Regions from separate parts of the Mus musculus genome. Here region 1 is linked to region 2. Evidence: chromatin contacts called from public HiChIP or PLAC-seq data. All regions are on one chromosome and are shown on one strand. Each heading gives the region's core, a stretch centred on a gene start, on an enhancer-like site or on the middle of the called end of the contact. The rest is flanking DNA. Distances are from core to core; before and after follow the strand shown.

Region 1 (6,362 bases), core at 2,821-5,320, 120 kb before region 2:
GGCCACCAGCCCTACCCACCCCCCACTCCGTTTCTATCCTTCACTGCAACCCTGGGATGGAGGACTTGGTCCTGCACACATGTTCAGGAGAGGATCAGGCCCACTGATGCACCTGAGAAGGGAGAATCTGGCCGTAGAGTGTCCACCAGGGCACTGGAACGCCTGCGATGTGGCTTCCCTTGCCTTTCATCCACCTATTCCCTGTCCCTGGAAGTTTCTGACTTGGAGATAGCAGAGAGGAAGAGGGAGGATCCTGGACGTGGGATGTGAGGCATCCTCAAAGGCTATTGTCACCTTAAGTTCTTAACTCAAGACACTGTCGGGCCCCAGCATCAACATTGTCTAAGGAGCAAGTCCCAGAAACCCACATGACAGCTTGCTGGGACAGGTGGTGGCTTAGAGGAATGACCAGGGCTGTGTGGCCTTGGGAGAGAATCCCTGGTACTCTGTGTCTTAGACTTGAAAGAAGTCTTGCGCACTTGTAGAACAGCACATGGTGAGGAGAACCAGTGCCAAGTTGGAGGGCTTAGGCTCAGCCCTAAGCCTGGGGTGGGAGGTGGCAGTCTCTCCCCGCTGCTCCCTGTTTCCCTAATCTTTTCTAAGAGACTATCAGACCTTTTCTTTTGTGTGGTGCTGGGGATGGAGCTACAGTCTCCTACATGCCAAGTGTGTCACATATGTGCGTGCATATATACCTGCTATACCACCATGCCCTCATCCCTTGGCTAGTTTTCATTTACTTGACTTCTGGAAAGAACGCTGGGCTGGTCATCTACCTCAGACCCTCCGCCCTAGCTCTGTGGCTAACAGGGTGTGTGACTTCTGAAGTGTTCTGTCTCCCACGTTCCCCAGGGCCAGCCTATGGGTAGCACGTACTGGCAGGATGAGAGAGGGGCTGGGAGCAGCAGCCACAGGGCAGAGAGGGGATCCCAAGGGGGCCTCCTTTCCTCAATCCTGGCTTCCCACCTCTCTAGCCCTGGAGACTGGGAAGGGGGGTTGAGGTGGCAGCAGGAGGTGTCACTGTCGGGGTTCTTCTTCTCACCCAAGCTGGCAGAGGGGCGGGACTGGCAGTGGTGACACCAGGGCCACTCAGCCCCCGCTTTTCACAAGCACTTTCTTTTTTGGGTGAAAGAAATTAGAGGGAGTGGGGGGGTGAGAGTGGTGAGAATCTGAGGTTAATAAGGCAGGCTCTATCGACCCATCAGGTTATGGGGAAACCATTCTCGGGCCCCCCTCACTCCAAAGATGCACTTCCAGGACCACCCAGCTGTGATAGTCATTCCCTTCTGCTCTGAAGAGCTTGTTGGGAGCATAGAACATTTTGTTCCGAAGCAGGGGGATGGCTCACTTGACCTGAGGATCAGCGTGGAAGATCAGGGATGGAAAGGCTGAGGAACAAGACTCCATTTGGCCTTTCACAATGGGACACTCAGCAAAAATGCTCCCCCAAAGAGTTGTCGGTGTTCAAAAATTTTACCTCCTGGGGAAATCAGTCATTTGAATGAATCCCAGAAATCTATTTTCCACAATAGGGAGCCAAGGGTGCAAAGGTCACCTTCTTTCAAGTCCTGGTGTCTCATTTTGACCAACAACACACAGAAGCCTTTATGGGCGAGTAGGGGGTGAGGGAGTGAGGAGGAGGCCAGACCTCGATATCTGCTGCTGTCATGGATCCAGGCCTCATTCTCAAGAGCTGTGCTGATTGTCTGCCCCCACCTTTCCCTGGGTCATGTCTGCCTCCTGGGGTCCCTAACTTCACCTTCCCCTGGCAGCCTGTCTCTTGGTTCAGCTCTAGTTGGAAGGAGAGTGTCCCCCTGGGTCCCTACGGGTGAAGTCCTATTGGGCTGGGACAGAGATGTAGAGATGAAGTCACACCCCAGGGGAGAAGTGGGGTGGGGCAGAGATGAGGGAAAGAAATCTCTTTTTAACGAAATAAAACTGCATGGAAGTATTTTTTGAAGCATTCTTTAAGATGTAAATCTTTATATATTTGACATGCAAAAAAAAAATCCATTACACCGTGCTGAGTGAAGAAAAAAACCAAGAACCCACGTGGTAAAGCGGACTGCGAAGTTGATGTAAAATTAGACATCTGTGTGTGTGTACAAAAGACAGAGACACAGGAGGGTCTATACAAGGGAGGTATCCAGAAGGGTTTTCTTAAAATGTTAATACGGGAGCTAGTATGGGAGGGTGGTGGTTTGTCTGACTTCTGTTTTTCTTCACTGCCTAGATTTTCTGTACAGAGGATGATTTTAGTCCTGAGGCCAGCAAGATGGCTCAGCAGTTAAAGGCACTTGTTGTCCAAGCCTGATGACCTGAGTTCCAGACTCAGAACCCACATAAGGATGGAAAGAAAGGACTGACCCCACACAGCTGGACTCTGAACTCTAAACATGCACCATGGCACAGATGTCCACACACAATAACAAGTAACTTGCTTCCTGGCGGTGACGCCCTCCCTCTGAGATTATGCCTCACTCGCAAGGGTCTCCTTCATCACTCTCCAGAAGAGGAGAAGAGGAAACACAAGAAAAAGCGCCTGGTGCAGAGCCCCAATTCCTACTTTATGGATGTGATATGCCCAGGATGATATAAAATCACCAGTCTTTTTTTAAAATTAATTTATTTATTATATGTAAGTACACTGTAGCTGTCTTCAGACACTCCAGAAGAGGGTGCCAGATCTCATTACCGATGGTTGTGAGCTACCATGTGGTTGCTGGGATTTGAACTCAGGACCTTCGGAAGAGCAGTCAATGCTCTTAACCGCTGAGCCATCTCTCCAGCCCAAGTAACTCTTAAACGATACTTTACTTCTTATTTACTTACTTTTGAGATAAGATCCCCTGTAACCCAGGCTGGCCCAAATTGTAGCTGAAGATGACCTTAAACTTCTGATCCTCTACCAACCCTCTCAAGTGCTGGGATGACAGGCATGTGCCACCATGCCCCATCTATACAAAGCTGGGGGTGGAACCAGAAGCGTGGGTGTATGCTAAGCAGGCACTCCATCAGTTGAACTATATCCCAGACCCCGGGGATGCTTTTTATTTCAAAAGAAAACTCCCAATGGATTCATTTTCAGTTAGGAGGTGAGATTCTTCTCAAAATGCAGGACTTACCGTAGTTATTGGAATAGAACAGCGGAGGAAGGACTGTCTGTCTCCATCAGAGCAGGTGCTGGGCTCCCTGTCAGCCAGCTTGGACTACATACCTTTGTTTTTTTCTATAATAGAATGGAAACAGAGGCACACAGACACCGGTTGGTATAAGGTACACAGCCCCTACCCCCAATACGAATATTTATTTCCCCAGCCTACCCCATCAGGCCTGAGGGACTTTCAGGCAAAGGAAGTGACTTACCCAGGTCCTACACACCCGAGTCACAGTCAGAGTCAGCCCTGGGACTCTGAACACTGACAGCCAAGCGCTACTTCCCGTGTCTTTCGCTAGCTGTTACGCTGCCACGTGAACGAGCTTTTGTGGGAGCATTTCAGCCAGCCCAGCCCACCGTGGGCTGCTTTGGGTGCAATCTTCTTGGGAGACAGCTTCCAAGTTTCCTCCTGGGCTAGAGGGACAAGCATCATCCTCGGGCCTGGGGGGTGGGGTGGGAGGCTAGCGATGGGGGGTGGGGGCGGCGGACAAGAGACAGCGAGCAAACACTTTGTGTAAAGTCACAAAGCCTGGGCATACAGGAGGCAGCAACAAATATCTGTTGACTATGGATAGTCTAAGTAGCTCTGAGCCTGCCAGAGGCGTGAGAATGCTCAGATGGTCCCATCTGGGGAAAGGGCCTTTGCTGTGCCTTCCAGGACTGGCGGAACTTCCTGGGGGAGAGAAACCGTTTCTCTCCTCGAAGTTTCAGAGTTTCAGGTGGCAGGTTGACTCTTTCCCAGATTGGGGCGACAAGAGACTTACACTTAGGAGTGGGGGTCGGGGCTTCAGTCCTCACCAAAAGCGAATTCGCGCTGTATTAGCCACGAGGGGGCGGGGCGGGGCGGGGCCAAGGTGGCGGGGTGAGGGGACCCAAGGAGCTTCATAAAGCCACAGCAAAGGCCGCCGCGCCGCTAGTGACAGCGCGGGCTGCAGAGAAAGCCCAGGAGCAGCTGCGCGCCTATCCAACGCGCGCTCAGGAGCCAAGCGTCCCAGCTCCCGCTCCAGTGAAGTTTCATTGGTCTTCGGACGCCGCCCCCGTCGCCCCAGCCCTAAGGACCCTCGGGTCTCTTCGACGGCTGCTGGAAGGCGCCCAGCCCGCCTCGGATGGGCATCGTGGAGCCGGGCTGCGGAGACATGCTGACCGGCACCGAGCCGATGCCGAGTGACGAGGGCCGGGGGCCCGGAGCGGACCAACAGCATCGTTTCTTCTATCCCGAGCCGGGCGCACAGGACCCGACCGATCGCCGCGCAGGTAGCAGCCTGGGGACGCCCTACTCTGGGGGCGCCCTGGTGCCTGCCGCGCCGGGTCGCTTCCTTGGATCCTTCGCCTACCCGCCCCGGGCTCAGGTGGCTGGCTTTCCCGGGCCTGGCGAGTTCTTCCCGCCGCCCGCGGGTGCGGAGGGCTACCCGCCCGTGGATGGCTACCCTGCCCCTGACCCGCGCGCGGGGCTCTACCCAGGGCCGCGCGAGGACTACGCATTGCCCGCGGGGTTGGAGGTGTCTGGGAAGCTGAGAGTCGCGCTCAGCAACCACCTGTTGTGGTCCAAGTTCAACCAGCACCAGACAGAGATGATCATCACTAAGCAAGGACGGTGAGTGAGGTGCGCGCCGAGCGCAGCGAGCTCGCAGGGCGGAGCCGGCGGGAGTCTGGCCTCGGTGGCCCGCCGGAACAACGACTTTCCTCTTTTTTTTTTTTTTTTTTTTTGAAATCAAAATTTGAAGCTGCAGGTTGCTGAGTCTTTGTGTTCGTAGACTGAGCTTCAGTTTTAGGAGACGGGGGAGCAGGGTTGCGGGGAGGGCACCGCAAGCTCCGGAGAGCCGCGGGTGCTGAGGGTATCAGAGGGCTCAAAAAGGATGATGCTGTGGGCGCAATTAGAAGTTACTTTGGTGCAGAGGAAAGGATGACTCTCGCTTCACCGAGAGTTGGCCGGTGGGGGGTGGGGGGTGGGGGACTGGAGGGGGTTAATTTGCTCCTTGCCTCAGTCTGGGATCTCAGTGGGCAGCGAGGAGTGTGTGTTATAGACCTGACTGACCGCCTTTCGGTCCTTAGGTATTCGGGAAATTGAAGTGTTGGGGGCAGAATATTTTTTGAGATCTCAGTGTGCCTGTTCCTTTGCTACTGCTGTGCTTAGGGTAGCTTTGGTGTATGGGGGAGGGGGGGAGCAGACTGGGATTTGGTGACATGGAGAAGCGGTCGCCAAGTTTCTTTTCCGGTCTTACTTTGAGATCATATGTCTAGAGAGGGAGAGAGAGAGAGAGAGAGAGAGGAGTGTGTGTGTGTGTGTGTGTGTGTGTGTGTGTGTGTGTGTTGTGTAGAGAGGTGGGAAGCAGCAAAACTTATAAAGGCACAAATAAATGCCGAGGGCCTGAACGTGCCAAGTTCAAGACCAGTTGCAGCTGGTGTCCAGTCTTGCACTGTGCTCTTTGAGGCTAGTCCCTAAAAATATGTCCACTTTCTCACCCAGCTATTCATCAGTCCAGCCTGGGGGAAGATGGAGGGGGTCCCCTAAGCCTGTTGCATTAGTGGTATGGTTTGTGGCTCAGCCTGCTGCTTCCGGATCGAGTCTCTTTGCTGAAGAAAGAGAAACTTGCAGTTTCTGAGGGGTCATTTATAGTATGCAACACCTCGAGTGGACCCTCTTGTGTCTTATGGGAAGAGGCAGCTACCTTTCCCAGTGAGGACCAGCCAGAACTTTGCCATTAGTGAGTTAGGATGTGCGGTATTAGGATGGAGACTCAAAATGTAATTGAGAGATTGCAAGGGTGGGGTTTCTGGGAGGGGGACAGAAACCCTTGCCGGATCCCAGGAGGCACTGCTAGAGTATATTCCCTTCGGATGATGTGGGGAGAGGGCAGATAGCTGCTAACTACAGCTGGTTTCAGGCTGCTGAGTTCTTCCTCGCGGGGATGAACTGAGAATAAAACATTTGATTGGTTTTTGGCTCATCCTTCATCCGCAAAGACTTCTGAGGAGTTTCCTCTGCTCCCCCAATCCTTCTCTGAGTGTCTCTGGCACTGGCCAGGTTGCTGGTCCTAGAGAATGTCTGAACTGGAAGGATCCAGAAGTCCCTGTCTCTCACTGCATAGAGAAACAGACCTAGAGACAGCAGGGGACTCTTCGGAGGTTCCCCAGCTGGGACCAGGCCTCAGATGGCACCTGTCTGCTCCTTTTTTCTCCATTCTCCACAGCCACCTACACTGTC
Region 2 (6,401 bases), core at 1,075-3,574:
TAGGCTTGGACCACCATGCCTACTTTATGTTGGAGATCAAACCTCCGGCCTCATGCGTGGGGAAGGTGAGGTTGTTCACTGTTGAATGGGATACAGAAGTCTGTCTCATTGTATTGTAGTCTACACTCAATACTCAGCGTGGTCACACTCTCTCTCCTACTTTGGGGAAAGCCAATGGGTGGTTTGATGTTAAAGGGAGTCCAGCTCTCCTCGGCCCCGCCTCCTCTATCTGCTCCCCAAATCCTCACTCAGTCCAGTCTGGGTGTCACCCTCTTCTGCCATTCCATTGTCAGCTCTGTCCCTTTCATCTTCCACTTCTGCCCCAGGGTCTAAAAGAGGATGCTGGGACAGGTGCAGGGGTGTTTGCAAAGGATCCACATGTCCCCACCTCATGTAATGACATCCCTGCTTGTCTCTCCCCCACCCAGGAAAAGGATAGGGGCACGGCTTTCCTCCCCTGCACTGAGGGAGGTAGCTTTGAGCTAGACTTCCTGATAACCTGGGTGTGGAAAAGTCCAAGGAGGAATTGAAGTCAAAATCCCAGGGTGCTATAGACCAGCCAGCCTGGAAGCCAAGGGAGTGGGGACACCCTCAGGGGTCCTCAGCTTGCTTCCACTGCAAAGGAACCCTAATTCCCATGCAGGGATGGGCTGCAGGCACCTGCTCCAGATATCAAATATTTAAAATATCTGCTTTTCTTTTTCTCCTATCTGTCACCTCAGAACTCACAGCTATTCCAGACATGGACACCCTGTGTCACCTCAGGAAGGGTCATCCCTTTCAGGGTCTGAACTCCCCGGCCCCCTCTGTACTAAGTTTATCTTCACTGACTGAATGGAACCTTCCACAGTTTCCTGACAAATTCTAACTCCCTGAATCTATCATCTGTAACACATTGAACAGAGGGGTCACTCCTTGGGTGAGCATCCTCCTACGGGAGTCCACAGCCCTCTTCAGTACTCAAGCAAGCACCAAGTGAGTCTGGTCCATGGCTCGGTGCTCATAAATACTTTGTGGATGAGTGAACGGTTTCTGCACTCGGAAAGTGCTTGCAGACATTGGTCCTACATCTGTCTTACTGATGGTTTATGGTTGTTCTGGTCCCAGAAGAGACGGACAGCTCCCCACTTCCATGCCCCAGCCCTATTGTGATTTGCAACTGTCTCTTCATCATTTAAGGGTGCTGGCTAAGGCTGGTGAGATGGCTTAGTGGATAAGAGTACTGACTGCTCTTCCGAAGGTCCTGAGTTCAAATCCCAGCAACCACATGGTGGCTTACAACCATTTGTACAACTACAGTGTACTCATATACAATCAATCAATCAATAAAAGAGTGCTGGCTAGATGGGTCATGGAGGTGCACACCTTTATTCCCAACATTTAGGAAGCAGGGGTAGGCAGAGTTCTGTGAGTTCTAGGTCAGCCAGGGCCACATAGTGAGACCCTCTAACAAACAAACAAACAAACAATGGTTTTGCTCAGCCTGGTACTTCTTGCTGTCGTCCCCCCCCCCCATTCAATGTCATTGGTCCAGTCGCCAAGTAGACTCAATATTTAATCAAACATTCCAAGAACAGGAGTTGTTCTGTCGATCTATTTCTTGAGAAGTAGCACGTCTGCATCTCTCTGCTCTGTGCCTAAATTTGTAATTCCCCCCTTTGCCTCCTTGCTTGACCTTTTCTTTGTTGGGGGAGTTTTTTTTTGTTTTGTTTTGTTTTGTTTTGTTTTCCGCAGCCCCTCAGCTTTTTTATTTTCCTGGAGGCACGAGTGTGTTCACGGGCACTCTTTCTCCTTTTTGCCTCTCTTTCCTTTATACCAAACAAGTGGCTGGGATAAAGGGAAAGGGAAAGGGGCGCGGGGGGGGGGGCGGTGGCAGGAGTTTGGCTAGGGTGTGTTCTTTTAGGTATCAGGGTCGTAAGGAGCTCCAGCCTTAACTGGGGACAGGCCCCGACAGGTGCAGCTGTCCAGATGTTGCGCAAAGCGAGGCGCGTGCCCTGGACCCAGTTTCTCAGTCAGCCCCAGTGAAGGCCCAAGAGGGACTGTTGCATTCAGATTAGAAATACCCTGTCCTGCCCTGCTTTTCCCCAGACGTGTGTGTGTGTGTGTGTGTGTGTGTGTGTGTGTGTTGGTTGTATGGAGAAGGGGGATGGGGGGAGAGAAGCAGAAACGTTCTCTGCCGGGAAAGGACAGCTTGGACCGGGAGGGAGTTGCCTGCGTCTGGGCCGCGGGGGAGCAGCAGGCCGGCCAGGCGGGGGTGAGTAAGGCCCAGCGGACGCAGGAGGCTCAGTGGCGGCGGCGGCGGCGATGGGGAGGAGGGTAATTACGCAGGGAGGCTCTCGCCACAGCACGTCCCCACAAATGAGAGGCCCCGGGCCCCAGACACCACACAACAAAGCAGGAGGCAATTATTTGGCTCCAGTGGGAGGGGACAGCTCTTCGCCGGCCCACTGCAGCCGAACACCCCGGCCTTGCAGAGGGCGCGGCGAGTTGGGGTTCAGGGTCCACTCTCACCCGCCCTGGAGGGCAGCGGCCAGGGCAAGGCCCCGCGGGGCTCCTGCTGAGTTGCTCTTCCCGGGGGTCTCCGTAGGGAAAGGCAGAGAGGCAAGAGGCCTCGGAGTGCTGAGCACCGGGCTAGCCTGAGCCAGTCCCCGAGTCTTCCACCAAGCCTAAGGGGGACCTCCTGGGAGCCACGCTGGGAAGTGAGGAAGGCTGCGGACCAGGCCTTAGGAAGGATCTAAGGAAATTTGGTTGGTATTGGGGAAGCCAGTGGCCAATTGATGAACCCACTTTCCCCAGCTATGGCCACACAAGGGGCAGCCAAGAGGCTCTCGAGCAGGTGGGGAAACCACAGCCAAGGGAGCAGGAGCCAGGGAGATTCCAGAGAACACGTGGCCTGGAATTCACACAATTGACATGTAAATCACATGCAAATCTACCTTCTCTTTTTCTCTCACCCTTAATTCTCAAATCAAGCTCTTTTGGGAGAAAATCCCTTTCCTCCCTGGTCCCTGCTTGCCTCCCCGTTGTCCATCAATCCATCCATCCCTACCTACCTACCAAAACCCTGCAAACCCTGTCAGCGTCATGCCCCCCAGAGAAGGACTTCCCCTCTTTAGATGAAAGCCCAAAGTACAGATGGGGAAAAAGAGGCCTGAAGAGATTAAGGTACTTTCCCCTGCTCTAACAGCCCACTCTGAGGATGACAGGCTTCTGGAACCTTCTGACAACAGCCCTAGGTTAGGCTATCAAAGCATATGCCAGCTGGAGAGGGTAGAGCACCCAGGAGTCTTGAAGTCTGGTTTCTGGCTTCCGCTTTGTGGTTAGCTGCTAGGTGATCTTGAGCGAGCATTGTCTTTCTTCTCTGAGCCCATTTCTCTGAATGCCAAGTGGTCATCTCTGAAGGGGGTGGGGGGCGGTTCCTATGTGGGATCCTCTCCTGTATCACCCCCCTCCAGCATTGCTGCTGGGAGGCCCCTGGAGCCTATGGCCCCACATTACCCTCTGCACTACAGAGGGTGAACCCCCTCACCTCCCTAGTCCTGTCTTTATCTTCAGAACCGTGTTCAAGGAGGGTATGGTGACTCAACCTGTAATTGAAGCTCTCTGGAGACTGAGGCAGGAGAATCACTGCATATTTTTTTGGCCAGCCGGACTTACAGATGGCTCGGTGGATAAGAACACCGGCTGCTCTTCCAGTAGACCAGGGGCTGAGCCTCAGTGCGCATGTGATAGCTCATGACTGACTGCGACTCCAGTTCTAGGGGACCCAACAACTTTTTCTGGCATATTTGGGGACCAGAAACACACGTGGTGCACAAAACATACACGGAAGCAAAACACTCACAATGCAGAAATAAAAATCTTTTGTTTGTTTCTGTGTTCCGACCGACTGTCTCCTGGAAGCCTCCTCTGGCTACCCCTCTGGATTCTGGTCATTCCTGTGTATCAAGTCCCCTCTGTGTAAAAGGCTCCCTAGTTTTCAGTGCTTGCCTTGGAACACCTAACTTACTGGCGACATTACACGGCCCCCCTGTGACCCAGCTGGAGGCAGACCTGTCTTTCCCATTCGACTCTGACCCTCTCAAAGATGCAGGTTATGCCTTCTGCAAATACTAGAGGCCTCAGAGAGCAAAGAGTTCCCACCAGGGTAGGACTGTGTCTCTATCGCCAGGTCAGGGCTTTTCTTCCAGGTTGAGGACTCTCTTCTCCCACGGCTCTAAGCAAGTTCCACAGGAGCCATTCCGCAGGCAAAGCATCCAACGACGTGCCTTTCTGCTCTCCCAGGTCCATCCCTGACCCAGACAGTTTCTTCAGCTTTCCTCCCAACCTCCCCTCTCAGGCTTCTGCCATTGTTAAAGCCCTGCTGCTAAAGGGGCAGTTTTTTGCCATCTTTCTTTCCTGGCCAGGAGTGATTCTGTCCTCTTCAGGGAACTCTGTCCTGACATCTGCCTCCTCCTCCTCCTCCTCCTCCTTCACCTACCTCCTCGTCCTCCACCTCCTCCTCCTCCTCTCCTAGCCGGCTGCCTCCTCCATCCCTCTTCAGGGCCTCAGGGCAAGCATTTGCCCTCTGCCATGTAAGTGCATTCCTGGGCTTGGCTCCCAGGCTCCCTGCTGTCCCATGGGACCTGAGAATCCTGTTCGTCCTCCTACACCACCCCCAGAGTACTTAGGTCCTTTGCTTCCCAGCTCTGACCCTGGGGCTTCCTGGGGCCTAAAGTACTGGGTCTCCTGATGCTGTCTGCCCGGTGCCCTTTCTGCTTCAGACACTGAGGACCTACCCACTCCAGTTGCAGGCATCTCCCAGGGTTTTCCCGCCTCCACAACTTCTCTGTCTTTGCCTCAGGGAGACTCTCTACCTAAATCCACCACTTTATATTCATTTACATGTGTGAGTCCAGCCCAAGCAAATTAATGTAAATGCAATGCAAACAAAACGCATAACCCTAAGTGGCTCTGAGCTACGGGAACTTCTCAAGGAAAAGCTCCCTTTTTCCCTTTCTTCCATCCAACATTCAAGGGAACTTGGAGGGAAAAGCAGCTTGGCTATGAGGTCCCGGCTGGGATGCCTGGCCCTTTGGAAAAATCAAAGCCCAGGGCCTGAGCTCTGCAATAGCTGTGCCCTCTTGCCCTTTGACCTTGTTCAACTTTGACTCTTCTTGCACAAAGCTTCAGTAGTCCTTGAAGATTTTTACCTCCCCTGGCTCTGGTCTCCAGCATAGGACCTCTGCACCCCATTTTCCCCCCGAGGATGGGTAAAGGAGGTGGTTCTTCATGGGCTCTGTAAGGGTCTGAGGAGTCCTGCCTGTTTTACTGAGTGTACCCCCTTTGGTTTTTTGCCTGACCTAGCACCTCAAATCTCTGCCACGGGAGTGTTTCTATGGATACCATCTTCTGTTGACAGACAAGTGACACTGAGGTCAGGGCTGGCACATTCTGACACACACACATGATCAGGAAGCGGGAACTTGGGAATATCTGGTAGATTCGGAGGTTCTTAGAAAAGCCAGAGTGTATGGATGGACAGACTGGACACTGCCTAGAAGTGCATTTAACTGCGCCAGGGAGGCTGAGGCAGCAGGCGCATGTCTTTGAAGCTTTGAATTATATTGTAAGACCTTGTTTCTAAAAGCCTAAGCCAGGGGCTGGAGAGATGGCTCAACAGTCAAGAGCATTCATTTCTTCTCACAGAGATCCCAAATTGTGTTCCCAGGACCTACATAACTCCGGCTCCATGGGACCCAGTGTCCTCTTCCGGCCTTCTAGGGTAGCCTCGGGTATGCATGCACACACAGGCACACATAAACATGAATAAAAATCAGTTAAATCTGCAGGGCATGGTGGCGCATGCCTTTGATCCCATCACTTGGGAGGCAGAGGCAGGTGGATTTCTGAGTTCGAGGCCAGCCTGGTCTACAAAGTGAGCTCCAGGACAGCCAGGGCTATACAGAGAAACCCTGTCTCGGAAAAAAAAAATCAGTTAAATCCTTTTTAAAAGGATATTTAATAAGTACCTACTGTGTCCTAGACACTGAGCAGTGCCCTGGGTGGAGAGTAAGCATGGTAACCTTTATCTAGGACAACCAGCCCTCTTGGCTTAATTATACCAGTATTCACCGAGGCGCTCATCAAACCTGAGTTCCCAAGTCCCTCTTGATTCAGTAGGAATCTGCATGTAACCTAATGGAGCAAGCATCTCCCTTCCATTTTCCGGTGAGGCAGGGGGCCAGTGGTCCAAGAACCACACCTTGGAGAGCTCCCGGGCCTGCCCTGGATCTAAGAATGAGGAGGAAGAAGGCAGAGGTGGGGGTTATAGAACAAGGGGTCAGTGGGGTGGGAGGTGGCATGCAGGGTCATCATAGATTTGTCATGCATTTAGGGCCTCTGGCACCCGGTGGATTCCT

Evidence for each region. HiChIP or PLAC-seq counts read pairs in DNA pulled down with a chosen protein or histone mark.
Region 1: an H3K4me3 HiChIP or PLAC-seq map of embryonic stem cells shows a contact between it and region 2, with 17 read pairs. The contact joins the promoter of Tbx21 here to the enhancer-like site in region 2. A contact is called at or near these places in 1 of 39 promoter capture datasets (embryonic stem cells), 2 of 484 Hi-C or Micro-C datasets (cortical neurons and female germline stem cells), 2 of 115 datasets of contacts at active chromatin or transcription factors (both in embryonic stem cells) and 1 of 9 other capture datasets (adipose tissue).

Annotation. Positions count from the first base shown.
Region 1 is chr11:97,113,039-97,119,400 of GRCm38.p6, reverse strand. Tbx21 (T-box 21) reads left to right here and starts at 4,070. Exons shown (of 6, transcript NM_019507.2): 1 at 4,070-4,751. The coding sequence starts at 4,264.
Region 2 is chr11:96,993,449-96,999,849 of GRCm38.p6, reverse strand. No RefSeq gene overlaps it. Among named protein-coding and RNA genes, the nearest start is that of Gm51916, 8.1 kb to the right of the region's middle. Within about 2 kb of position 2,324, at least 139 of the 459 cell types and tissues checked have an H3K27ac peak or open chromatin away from gene starts, as enhancers often do. A contact at or near this core is called in adipose tissue and embryonic stem cells, where this site is marked.